2 separate regions of the Mus musculus genome follow, and region 2 is linked to region 1. A link is a contact called in public promoter capture Hi-C data. All regions are on one chromosome and are shown on one strand. Each heading gives the region's core, a stretch centred on a gene start, on an enhancer-like site or on the middle of the called end of the contact. The rest is flanking DNA. Distances are from core to core; before and after follow the strand shown. Region 1 holds the start of Gas8 (growth arrest specific 8). Region 2 holds the start of Pgbd5 (piggyBac transposable element derived 5).

Evidence for each region. Promoter capture Hi-C pulls out the DNA fragments that hold promoters and counts their contacts.
Region 2: a promoter capture Hi-C map of liver shows a contact between it and region 1, with 3 times the contacts expected there. The contact joins the promoter of Pgbd5 here to the promoter of Gas8 in region 1. A contact is called at or near these places in 3 of 39 promoter capture datasets (liver and pre-B cells).

Annotation. Positions count from the first base shown.
Region 1 is chr8:123,514,607-123,521,401 of GRCm38.p6, reverse strand. Gas8 (growth arrest specific 8) reads right to left here and starts at 2,567. Exons shown (of 11, transcript NM_018855.2): 1 at 2,450-2,567; 2 at 712-798. The coding sequence starts at 2,452. Dbndd1 (dysbindin (dystrobrevin binding protein 1) domain containing 1) reads left to right here and starts at 5,947. Exons shown (of 4, transcript NM_028146.4): 1 at 5,947-6,169. The coding sequence starts at 6,037.
Region 2 is chr8:124,431,383-124,437,888 of GRCm38.p6, reverse strand. Pgbd5 (piggyBac transposable element derived 5) reads left to right here and starts at 3,953. Exons shown (of 7, transcript NM_171824.2): 1 at 3,953-4,090.

The sequences.
Region 1 (6,795 bases), core at 1,318-3,817:
TTTGAGGCCAGCCTGGTCTACAGAGTGAGTTCCAGGACAGCCAGGGCTACACAGAAAAACCCTGCTCGGAAAAACCAAAAAACAAAAACAAAAAAACAAAAAACAAAAAAAACGTGAGTAATTAATCAGACGAAGACAATGTAGTTTTAAGTAAATTGTGTTCCTTTTAAAACTTTCCTTTTTTCTCCTTCTTTTTTTGGTTTTTTGAAACGGTGCCTTTCTATATAGCTTTGGCTGACTCAGAACTCACTATGTAGATTAGACTGGCCTTGAAATTACTGAGATTAATCTACCTGCCTCTGCCTCCCAAGGCAGGCGCCACCACACTTGGCTAAAATCTTCCCCTTTGATATAATGTTTACTGGCAAACAAAGAATGACATATCTGTCTTAACACTTACAAATCAGCTCTGTGACCACTGGGTATATGAAAAGATAAGGATGAAATAAAATGCACAAAGTTTAAAAATACCTATCATATTCGAGGGGTGGGGGGACGCCTTCCAGGTTCCTATTACAAAGTGTCCTCACATGGATACACTGCATTTAAAAGTATGTCATGCCAGGTGAAGTGAGGAAACTACGGGCACGGGATAGACACGTTACGTTTGGACAGACTGAGAGTAGACAGACACACAGATAAGAGTTTCGCCAGCACATCTGCAGCGGTGCCTACCCCACCCTTGAGCCAGGCTCCAAGGGCTGTGCTCACCTGCTCCTTGGTCATGTCCTCTGGTGCGACGCCATCAACAATCGCGGTCCCTTTGGCTTTCCCCTTCTTCCCTTTCTTTTTGGGTGCCTTTGTGTGAAGAAGAGAGGACTGAGTTAAGTACAGGACAACTCTATCTCAGGGTGTCCCTCCTTGATGGACTGACTGCTCACATGGTCAGCTCTACCTCAGGGTGTCCCTCTTTGACTGACTCGGTTCACACAGGCATAAGGGGAAGGAATGCCTGTTTAGAATCTTGACCTTGACTGTTCACACAGTGCTGACTGGAACATTTACCTAGGGGGTATCATTATACTGATCCCTCCCCCCCATTAATATACCAGAGGTGGGGAGGGAGAGAGATCTCATTTGGAGAAGCACTAAGGGGGAAGGGAAGGAGAAAGAAAACACTTCAAACCCATTCACTCCTGGATGTAGGACAAGAATTTCTTTGTTACGGTTAAAAACATTCTTTTGGAGAGATGGCTCAGAGGTTAAGAGCACTGACTGCTCTTCCAGAGGTCCTGAGTTCAATTCCCAGCAACCACATGGTGGCTCACAACCATCTGTAATGGGGTCTGATGCCCTCTTCTGGTGTGTTGGAGGACAGCAGCAGTGTACTCACATATATAAAACAAATCTTACATTAAAAAAAAAAAAAGAAAAACTTATGGGGGGGTGGAGAAGGGGTGTTTTGGGAAAGGCAGCATTTGAGGAGGTAGTGTGGAAACCTAAAAGATAAAAAGAAAAACTTATCTGGGCTTTAAAAAGGAGGGATACACACACACACACACCCGCCCCACCCCACAAGTATACTGGCAACCACGCTTCATAGCCACCACAGAGACACAGAAGACCCTCATCAGCAAGGACCGAGAATAAGCCTTTTGGAGAGACCTCACAGCAATGACCGAATCTGAGGCTTCCTGACTCGTGTCTGCCATTATGAACCCACTTCAGGGAACTCTGGTCTTGAGCACACCGCACACACTGTGTCTGTCTGCAGATGTTCCCAGCAGACACTGCTCACAGGGCCTGCTTTATTCTAGCAGCCTTGACAAGGCCATAAATGCTTGGCGGGAAGATTAAGCAGCAGTTAATATCGGCCATAGTTCCAGGCAGGCAGACGCAGGAAGATGCCACCCCACCAGCTAATGACCCATGCCCTAGCACATCTGCCAAGACACTGCACTACTGACAGCATCTATCTCCTGGGTGGGGCGGGGCATTATGTGAGAAAAATAAAGGAGACAGGGGGCTTCGGCCTTCTTCTTCTCAGGAGCCTGAGATACCCAAGGTGTGTATCCCTGGTCACTCCATGACACTCTGCCCTTGGTAGGGAGGCCTCCGGCCACATGGTACACGCTAGGTTTTCCACCTCCGAGTTCTCGGGGTTTCTCCTGTGCCGGATTCTGCGCCCTGTGGACACTTAATTGACCCCTGAGCCCTTAAGTACTGGTCCCAAGGATCTGACGGACTCAGCTTCTGATTTCTGGACGCCTTGCACACTGGACTCTCAGTCTAGCCAGTGTGATGATCATCCCAGAGAACCTGAATGCAGGCCCCGGCCTCCTGGCCTCCCCAACCGGGACCACACGGAAGAACTGCGCCCAGCTCTCCATTCTAGTAATCCAAAATTGCAGGCCCTCCCAGTCCCGGGGACCCGACCCTCTCCACATTTCTGCACGAAAGCCTCCCAGGTTCTCTGTGCACTGGACACTCCGAGCACAGGCCGACTCACCATGGTGCCAGCAGTCCAGCACTTCCACTAATCCGGGATGGGCGCTGGTCAGAGGAGGCTGCGCGGTCTCCTGGCAACTCCGACTAGATCCCGTGCTGGTTCTCAAATCCTCGCGAGACTATCCTCCAGTTCTCCCCTCCCACCCACCCCCGCCCTAAGGGACCTGGGCAACCGGGAGTGCGTCCCTAACAACGCGCCAGAAGAGCTAGTGTTGCCCTCGGTGTATTGCTGGTCTCTCTCCCACTACAACTTGGGCTACAGAAGAAACCTATTGTGGTTCCTCGGGTTCTCCAGAGTCTACATGGCGGGCGCTCACAAGGAGGAACGGATAAAGAGAAAAGTCTGAATGATTAATCTGCCTCCCAAGCCAAGTTCCCAAATTGGATGCAAATATTGAGCTAAGAGCCCGCTCCTGCGGCCCATCCACCTTGCCCTGCTTGTGAAAATTCCTTCCACATGCTGCTCTGATGAGACTGAACGTGTAAAGCTGGGCTTCCAGAAAGAAAAACGCTAAGGGTGTTATGCCTGCGACCACTGGGGAAGCTGAGAGGAAGACTGCATGCGTTGGAAGCTAGCCTGGGCTACATACCAAAAACCCTGTCTCAAAAAAAAAAAAAAAAAAAAAAAAAAAAAAAAGAAAAAAATGCTGGAGAGATGGCTCAGCGGGTAAGAGCACTGACTGCTCTTCTGAAGGTAGAACCACCCATAATGAGACCTGACGCCCTCTTCTGATGCGTCTGAAGTCAGCTACAGTGTATTTATTTATAATAATAAATAAGCGAGTTGATTGGAGTTGCTTGGAGCAGGGCTGCACCCTGCATAACAACCACATAAAGGCTCACAACCATCTGTACAGCTGCAGTGTATGCACATACATAAAAAGAAAGAGAAACAAAACAAAAGCAAAACAACAACAAAGTGGCTTAGCAGGACAGGGTAAAACAGAAACAGAAGGGACAGCAGGTTATGCTCCTCTGCCTGCTCTGAGGATGAAGATTCCACACCCATAAGTGGATGCAGCAGGAGAGAAAGATTGCTCAGTGGTGGGGATCTGAGGCTCCTAGCAATGAGACTCCCCTGTTTGCTAACCCAACCTCCCAGTGTCCCCTCTCCCAGATTCTTGAAGAATGGCCCGCTGGAAGAACAACACCGGATCCTTGTGAGCATTCTAACAGTGGCTTATTTGTAGTAAATCTTAACAAAAGTCCAACATAGCCGCCACGCTGTTTGCTGTCAGTGAACTTTAAGGCGAGCCCCACTCGCCTGGGAAACTCAAAAGCAGCACCTAGAAGCACCTGAGCACAGTTAGGTCAGCTGTCGAATGCTGTCAGCCGAGAGCTCAGATTGTCAGCCGGAACATACACAGGTGGACTCCGGGTAGCCTGTTTTTTACGGGAGCCTTCCAAGAAAGCTGGATTTCTTTCCTAAAGACCTAGCCTTGGGAGTTGCACTGTCTCACATCTCCCACACTCTACTAGCCAGTGCAGTCACAGGCTCCAACAGCACTGCAGCTAAAAGATCCTGATGGTACGGTTCTGGAAGAAATGGTTCCAGCAGTTTTGGCTTGTTTGTTGAGGCGGAGTCCATGTAGCCAAGGCTGACCTCAAAGCCAGACCATCAGCAAGATCAGAGATGAACATGAACTGCTCCTCCTGCCTCCACCTGTGAAGCATTTGGGACAGGTGTGTAGCACCATGATTGGCTCCCTGACATTTTAACTGCTTTACTATTTTGGAAAGCACAGCCTGCTAATGTCCCAGGTACCTAATAGTGGCCTATGCCCAACCCTCTTTTTCTTTTTTTTTTTTTTAAGATTTATTTATTTTAAGTACACTGTAGCTGTCTTCAGACACCCCAGAAGAAGGCATCAGATCTCATTAGGGATGGTTGTGAGCCACCATGTGGTTGCTGGGATTTGAACTTAGTGCTCTTAACCGCTGAGCCATCTCTCCAGCCCTCCCCCTCCCCCTAAGCTAACCTTATAACCCTGGTTTTGTCCCAGGGAGGAAAGGAATGACCAAGGACCGAGCACTGACTCAGCCAGGCCTGGTGGGGTTTCAGAGGGCTTTAGCCAGCTGGTGGGGATGTTCCCTTGTTTTGTAAACTAAGAACTATTTAACTTTCTGAAATCGGCCTTCAAGCTTAAAGGCCACAGGCTACCTTGTGTCCACTAGAGCTGGGCAGAAAGCCAGAGCTTTGACTCAGACCCTACTTGATTCAATGAAGCTTTTTGGCTACTGTCCTAGCCATCCATTCTGCCCAAGGCAGTACCAACTTATTTCATCCACTCAAATTCCCCTCAGCCTGTTCAGTTATGAATAACTCATCTTCTCTGATAATTTCCTTTGTTGTTTTGTTTTTGTTTTTTTGTAAAAGTGTAAATGGATTTTAGATTGGGCCTTCTGACTTCTAACCCTGAATTGTGCAACCTGGAGAAAGTTGCTGTCTGTCGGTCTCTGTGCCGGGCATCTTTAGATCTCTAGGAGTAAAGAGATACTGTGTATCTTAGTTAGGGTTACAATTTCTGTGAGGAAACACCACGACCGAAACAACTTGGGGAGAAATACATACTCGGCTTACACTTCCACACCGTTGTTCGTCGACAAAAGCAGTCAGGGCCAGAAGGGAAAGCAGGCCAGGAGGCTGGAGGCAAGAACTGCCGCCCAGGCCGAGGAGGAGCTGCTTACTGGCTTCCTCCTCACGACTTGCTCAAGCTGTTTTCAAAGAGCCGCCTGCCTCTGCCTCTCTGCCTCAGCCCTGGGATAATTAAAGGTCTGTGGTACCAAGGCCTAGCCTTAGCCTGGCCTTAGCCTGCTTTCTTATAGAACCCAGGACTACCAGCTCAGAAATAGCGCTACCCACAGTGGCCTGGCCCTCCCACATCAATAATTAAGAAAATGCCTTACGGCGGAACATTATGGAGGCGTTTTCTTAATTGGGGTTCCCGCCTCTCAGATAACTTCAGCTGTGTTAAGTCGACGTAAAATTAAATGGCACACTGTGCCATGCAAGCAGGTCTGATGCAGGACTGGCGTTTGGAGATGGGACTCCAGCTGTGGGTTATCAATACATCCAAGGCCTTCTTTTTACCAGGTCACCCCCCACTCCTCCCGGACTTGTACTCTCAATATGGATTCAATAGCATTAATCAGGTCCACAATTCCAGGCTTATCAGTTGAGGGTTCTGGGGCTGCTTTGGCCCTTCTTGTGGCACCTCCTCTCCTAACTCTTTTGCCAGGCTCCTCATGTCGCTGGCGCCCCACAAAAGCCCGAGGTTGTGATGGATAGATGGACCGCAGCCAGCGCGCAGCTCAGTGCGCAGGAGCCAGGGAAGCTAGCTGAAGTCGGAGGTCCGCAAAGGGCTACGTCCCTGCAGAAGGGTGGGTGGGGGTGGGGGTGGGGGGGTGGGAGTGGGATGGGGGGGGGTTGTTGTTGGCCGGGTCGGCAGGGGGCGCGCGAGGAGCAGGGCGGGGCTGCACCTGTGCTGCTGGCTGCTGGAGATGGGGAGGGGAGCGGCGCCAGAAGCAGCTGCGCGCCCCGCCCCGCGGGCTCCTCCCCGCCACCGCGGCCCCTTAGCTGCTGCCCCGATGCGCTGTGCCCGAAGCCCGGACTCAGTAGTCACCAGAGCAGTTGGGGCACCCGGGCTGTCGCCGCCGCTGCCCACACCCCCCGCGGACCCCATTGGCCGCATGGAGTCTCCCGAGGGCGCTGGTCCGGGAGGTGAGTCCGACCCCGGCCCCCAGAACCCAACAACAAACCGCAGCCCCTCCCTCTGCCCACTAGCCAGCTACTCCCGGGGCCTGGAGACCCGCTGATGCCTTCTGAGCCCGCCCGTCCGACTCAGAGCTAGGGGCGGAGGAGGGGGCCGGGCCAGATCCTTGGAAACGTGCGGGTATCCGGCTCGGCAAACACAGACTGCGTCTCTTTCCCTGATATGCGAGCTCCGGGCTCCGGAAGGCTTGCGGACTGCCCTCCAAGGAGGTGACCAGGGGTTGCGTCCTGAGCCCCCTGCCAGCCGAGCCTGGGAGCGGGGGAGGGGCGTGTAGGGGCCGGAGTTAGGGATCTGGAGAGGGGATTCGTAGGGGCGATGCTACCCGCTTGTTCACGCGTAGGCTTTGTTCGCCCCAGCCGCGATACCAGGAGGAATGACAAGAGGCGGAAGGGGGTCTGGGGCTCCCGACTGAGCTGGGGTTTTTGTGAGGTCATGGCGCATGCACCCGAGCTCTTGGTGCTGCAGGGCAGCGGCCTCCGAGCTGCCCAGCTGCCATATATTTGGAAGGGAAGGTGTGAATGGTGTGCTCCTTCCTCGGCCTCTCCCAGCAGCTGAAGACCCTTGAGGTTAACAT
Region 2 (6,506 bases), core at 2,704-5,203, 920 kb before region 1:
ATCCCATAGAGATGGAATTGCATGCAGGTATGAGCCACTAGACGTGGGAATTGAACTTGTGTATGTCGTCTGGAAAAGCAGAAAGTGCTCTTAACTGCTGAGCTGTCTCTCCAGCCCTCCAGTCATTCAAGGTACAGCTTCCTGCATCAGATGCCCAATTAGATGCTTAAATGTAACATTGTGATTACTAACACTGTTACCCAGTGTTGCTAGCACAGTGCAGCAAGGGGCTGCACCCAGCTGCCATGTGCCTCTGTGCCTGGGCCTCAGCTCCATCCAATCCACACGGCTTTTGTAGCTCTCTCCCCTCTGTTCCAGCTGTGTTCTCTCAACTGCTAATTCCATGAGGCTTTGTGTAAGGCCTTCTGCACCTTACTCTTCACACTTTGTTCTTCTGCTGCAGGAGGATTACTAGGAGTTCAAAGCCAGCATGGGCTACACAGGGAGACTACAGTTTAGGAGGAGGATGAGGAGGAAAGACTGGGTGACCCACCCCTAAAATCCACCAGGGACAACATAGGCGAGCCTATCTACAGAGCAAAACCAAAATTCGTGGGAAGGTTTTTGGAATCAGCACAGATCCTTTCAAGTCCCCTGTTACCTAAGAATATAAAAGCTTAACTTGAAATATTTTTTTTTCACTCTAAACATTCCATAATAGTCACTTGGAAAAAAAAAATGATTTCAAGCCCTGGAAAAGGAAAGGCAGTTTGAAAGACTAATCAGAGTTATTTGTGCTCCCCAGCAGGGGTCTGCTGCCCTAATTACCACATGGGAATGTAAATTATCTAAACAACTCAAGGAGAAAAAAAAAAAACGGTCCTTAGGATGAGGATCCACTCCCTGCCTTCTTCTTCACGTCCTTCCCTGGATTCTTGCTTGCCAACCTCACTGGTAATGTCCCAAGTGCAGTGGCAGTGGGGGAGGGGTGGGGGAGAAGAGAGTTCTGGGACAGACTGTCTCAGCTCCTAGCAGCTTAGCTAGGACAAGTTGAATGGAGCGGTGGCAACTGACCAGCTGGTCAAGTGCTTGCTTTACAGATCCAAGGACTTCAGTTTACCCCCCAGAACCTGTATAAAAAGCTGGGCATGGGGGCATGTACCACGAGCTGTACCCTTAAGCTGTGAGCCAGAATAAACCTGTTCTCCCTTAAATGCTCCTGTCAGACTATTTTATCATGTTAACAGGAAAATAAACAAAACAAGACAACCTAAGGCAGTACACTGTAAAAGGAGGATCAGGGCCTCAGAATATAGCCCAGGAGCCCAGGGCTCCTGCAAGGCTCTTAATTCAATCCCAAGCACCACAATGAATGAATGAATGAATGAATGAATGATGAATGAATGAATGAATGAATAATATAAAATTAAAGATAAAAAGAAGGCTCAGACAAAATTAAAAATGACAACAGTGTTTATTTTAAGAAAAGATGTGTATACTTTTATGTTAGTATGAGTCTTTTGTTTGCATGCGTGTATGTATGTGCACTGTGTGCATGCCTGCTACACTCAGAGGCTAGAAGCGGACATTGGATTCCCTATACCCGGAGTTAGAGACAGTTCTGAGCTGCCATATGTGTGCTGGGCACTAAACCTAGTTCTCTGCAAGAATAGCCTGTACTCTTAATCACTGAACCATCTCCCCAGCCCCACCACCCAGGCACGTTCCTTTGTCTACTTTCTATTTGATAAACTTCTGCTCCCAGTCTCTTCCTTCCCTTTCTCCACTTCCTCCTCTTTATTGTTTCCTTTTGGAGATAGTGTCTGCTATACCCAGGCTGGCTTCCAACTTGCTATCTCACTCTGCCGAGGGTGACCTTGAACTTCTGACTCTGTTGCCTCCATCTCCCAACTGCTCCGGATCACAAGCTTGTACCACCACAGCTGGCTTGTGCATTCCCGGAGATCAAGCCGAGGGGGTTCTTGAATGCTTAGCAACAGTTTGCTAGCTGAACTAAATCCCCAGACCTCTTCCTTCTGTTGCTGCCATGTGAGCTACTGGAAGAGGAGCCCAGAAAGCACAGAGGCCCTGTATTTCCTTGGTCTGAGCACCATATCGGGGTCAACGAATGGCTGTCCCTGCTTTAACTGTTACTGTTCTGTCCCGTGCTCCCGCGATGGCAAATTGGCCAGAACCACACCCACATTAGCTGCTTTTTTTTCATCCTTTTTCTGGTCAAGTCTATTTATAGGTACCCACTTCACAGCCTTTGTCAATTTGCTGTACACAGGAATGCTAGAACCCCCACCCCCCCCACCACACACACACACACACACACACACACACACACACACTTCTTTGGCATGCTTTTTCAAGAGAGTGGCAGTGCTCTGCAAATACTTTCTTGCTTATCAGCTAAATACACACAGAGGAGGAAGATCAGTAAGTCGCTTTCTCTTTCCAGCCTGGCTGCTTGTGATTGTCATGGATTCAAGCCTGTGCAGAGACCTGGTTTGCAGGTCACAGGGTCTGGGCACAGGCAGACGTGAGTGAAAATCTCAGCCAGGGCAGATGGGTCCCAGCACCCTTTTTCTTAGAAATAGAAACCCATTGTCTTCCGTTTGTGTAATTATCATTTACTACACCCAATAGGGGTCTCAAGCCCTTCACATCTACTTGGATTTATTTTATGTCGGAGTGAAAGTGACTTTATGACCCAGTTACCATTAATGTGACTTATTGCATTATGTTTGAGAGGAGGAGGAGGAGAGAAGACATTCTGATGAGGGGAGGTCGGCCAGCCGGCCTCATGCTTTGCCCCCAGAAGAGAGGAGACAGACTCTGCTCCATTGTTAGATCTCTGAAACCCTGGCGACCAGCTGTTTGTTTCCTGATCATATAATCCTCTTCCAGATGTGCGTTGTCTTAGGCCTGTGCAAGTGATACCAGGGCGCAGGTGGTGATAGTTCTCATGGAAGCAATTTTGAGTTCAGAAGATGTGAGCATCAAAGGACTGTGAGAAATGACGAGCCACCTCATTCCAGTGTTGCGGTCCTTACATGACAGTTGTTGGAGGAGAGACTGTTTTAGTGTCTGACCCAGGTTCCCAAAAGAGCAAGGTTCGGGGAAGCTAGAAGGGCAACCTGAAATTCACAGGAGTGCTGGGCGCAGCCTCGGCTGGCCGCCCACCTGGAGCGTGTCCGCAGAGTGAATTTCAGAACCGCTGGGCGGACAGCTCCTCGGAGCCGGGCGCGGCTGCGCAAGGGGCGGGCCAAAGAGCACGGAGCACCGGGACCCGCCTCCCTCCCCACGCCGGCGAGCGGCTATGAGCTTATGGGCGGGGCTCCTCGCGACTGACTGCCCTAGCGTCACGCCCCGAGGAGGCAGGGCGACCTGCTATCCCCGCCCCCGCGAGGCCGGCGCTCTCTATTGGCCAGCAGCTGAAGGTGCTGGAGGCGGGCCCGGTCCACGGCTCGCGCCCGGGAAGGTCGGCGGCGCAACGCGGTTGCCGCGGGGAGGGTGCGCGGGGACGCGACGGGGCCGGGCGCGGCGGAGACGCAGCGGGTGGGGGCGGCGGCGGCTCTGGGCAGCGGCTGAGTCTCTTCCCGCCGCGGCCGCAGCCAGCGGCGCCCGAGCTCCAAGGCGCATCCCGGGCGCGCGGCCCGAGCGGCCAAGACGGCGGGCCGGCCGGGCGCGGGGCGGCGCGCGCTGTGCTGCGGGCTGCGCTGGTGGGGAGCCACGGGCCGCGGCGGGGGTCCCGGGCCCGGCGTGTGCGGCTGGGAGGCGCTGTGGGGTGTGGGCGCGCGGGCGGCGGCCGGGGCTATGGCCGAGGGCGGTGGGGGCTCACGGAGGAGGGCTCCGGCGCTGCTGGAGGCAGCCCGTGCACGCTACGAGAGCCTGCACATCTCGGACGACGTGTTCGGCGAGTCGGGCCCGGACAGCGGCGGGAACCCCTTTTACAGCACCTCCGCAGCCTCACGCTCCTCCTCGGCCGCCTCCTCGGACGATGAGCGTGAGCGCCCCGCGCCTCCGGGGACCGCCCCGCCATCCTACGCCGCGGATCCCTTGGAACTCGAGGAGGACGAGACCGGTGGGGGCTGGAGCGCCGTGCTGAGGGATCGCCCGTCCCCGCGCTTCGAGGACACCGGTGGTGAGGATCGACCGGGGACACTGGGGTGCAGGGACACACAGGGCGCGGTCTGAAGGCTGGAGCACGGGCCAGACTGGTTCCAGACACACCCGACCTGCACCTGTGTGTTTCTGGAAACAGCTGGTTTGGGGAGCAGGGATTAAACAGAGAGGGTCCTACTGCACAGGATGGTGGTCCCAGGTTTCTCGTGGGTGGAGACCAAGCCAGCAGCACTTTGCCAGAGGCTTTCGGTCGTCTGGCAGTGTCACACCTGTGGGGTCAGTAAAGTATGGCTCTTTTGGTGGAGGGGATCCAAACGCCTGGCACGGCTGAGGCTGAGTCCTTTGCAGTACGCAGGATCTAGGTGTCAGGGGTCAGGCCAGTCGCAGCTGAAGCACATAGAGAGCCCAGAGCCAGAGCATATCAGCATCTTCACTGCTCTCTGTTTTCCCGAGAAACTTCCTGTGGTGCCAGTCGATCTCTAGCTGAGCACCGGAAGGAGCCAAGGGTGATTCCACTGCGTTAGGGAGTGTTAGTCCGAGTTACTTTCAAGGTGTGTAGACCAGACTCAGATTATCCGGAGGCGACTGGAGTTGAGCACAGCCACCCTGCTACTCTGAGCCCTCAGCTGTTGGCTTCTGCAGAGTCTAAAATAGTGCTGCTTTGCAGCAGCTTGGTCAGCTTCTGCTTTCTGAGATGTGGAAACTGCTTTCCCATATGATCCTCAGTGCTGCTGTTCAGGCTCCATGGCTTCCTAGCAGCCAGATGTTACACCATATATTCTGTGAAGTGCACACAACCAGTGTGAATGGGCACCAAGGAGTGCCCCTTTGCATAGTCTCTCTCTCTCTCTCTCTCTCTCTCTCTCTCTCTCTCTCTCTCTGTGTGTGTGTGTGTGTGTGTCACTCACACACACACACACACACTTTGGGCAGTGTACATGACACTATAGCTATTGTTCCTCAAGATTGCAGGTGCACAGGAGGTAGGCTCCAGGGCCTGGGTATGGAAACGTAGCTGCAGGGAGCTGGCAATGGGAAAGGTTGGCCCAGCCCTGGAGGGAGTGTTCTGCAACCTTGCCAGGCTGCGGTGTGGATGGGCAAAGTTGCATCTGGATTGGAGGGTTACCATCACCATGCAAGGTTCTAAGTGGGTACATTTTAAAACCCAACCATTTGGCTGTGGTTTATGGTACTCTAAATTGTCCTCCTATATGCCACCCTTCATTTCCCAGTGTGCCTTAAAGGCCTCCTGCCCTGGACAGCTGCTTTCCATATTGGATGTTGGGATTGTACCAGCCTGGTGCCCTGGTTTGTCAGTCTTCGTGCTGTGAGCCTTTGTGATCCTGTGTTGATCTTGCAGCACTTAAGATGCCTACTGTAGATGTCTACAGAGGAGAATTCGGCAAAGCTGAGGTCACAGGGCAAAATAGGGATGTCGTGCTGGGCTTAGTTTAGATGAAGGGTCTGGTATTGAGAAGGGTAAACACACAAAAGCGATTTAACCAGAACTTTCTTTCTTAGTAATGTATAAGTCAAGATGTTCAGAAGCAAAGCCCTCTGTCCACTGTTCACTCTGTCCACTCCCAGCCTGAAGTCCAGGATTGCCTGCCACTGGCATTAGGGTCATATCCTCCTTTCTGATAGTGCCACTGAGTTTGAGCCTGTTCCTGAGAGTCACTCAGAGGTTCCTTAGGCAAAGGCATTAGCGGCTATTTGCTGGTATTTGTGGCCAGTGTTGCTTTTCTGCTTTAGGAGCGATCCTCTCGTTTAAATTTAGATCTACTTTAGAATTTCCTCTGTGGTACCCGCTACCCAAGGGAAACACGGGGAAAGGGGAGAGGGACAGAGTTGATGGCTTGTTGAGCCCAAGGAAAGTGATTTATCAGAGCTTAAAATAGATTCCTGATTTCCAGGTTGGTCAGAAAAGATCCTTGAGCCCAGGAGCGTGGAGAGAGATGGATGTGTTTATTAGGAAGTCGGTTGCTGCAGCGCTCAACCAAGAGGTTCAGCGTGCTAAGCTACAGCATCCGGGGCGCTCCAGCAATTGCTGCTTTACATCTCCACAAACGCTGCCTGAATCTCTCTCCCTTCTGTGTGGCCCAGTTGCTTAACAGATGTAACTGGGCGGGCAGGGTGGGGGGAGAGGAAGAGTGGTGTTTTGATCTGTTACAACGTTACATTGTTTCATAATAGAACATTTGCGATTGCTACGGCTGCAGCAGTCTAATGAGGACTGCATAGGACTCCTGGTTGCTATGGGACATACTGACTTGCCCCACTGTAAGCAATTGTATCTGTGCATGAGTGTGAGTGTGCAGATGGGCATATGGAGCTGCTCCCTCGCTGCTGGTGGAGAGTTTCTTTTCTTTGGGGAGAATGCAGCTTGATTCCCTTGAAGACCTGGAGACCTTTGCTGAGTCTTTGGGCAGGAAAGA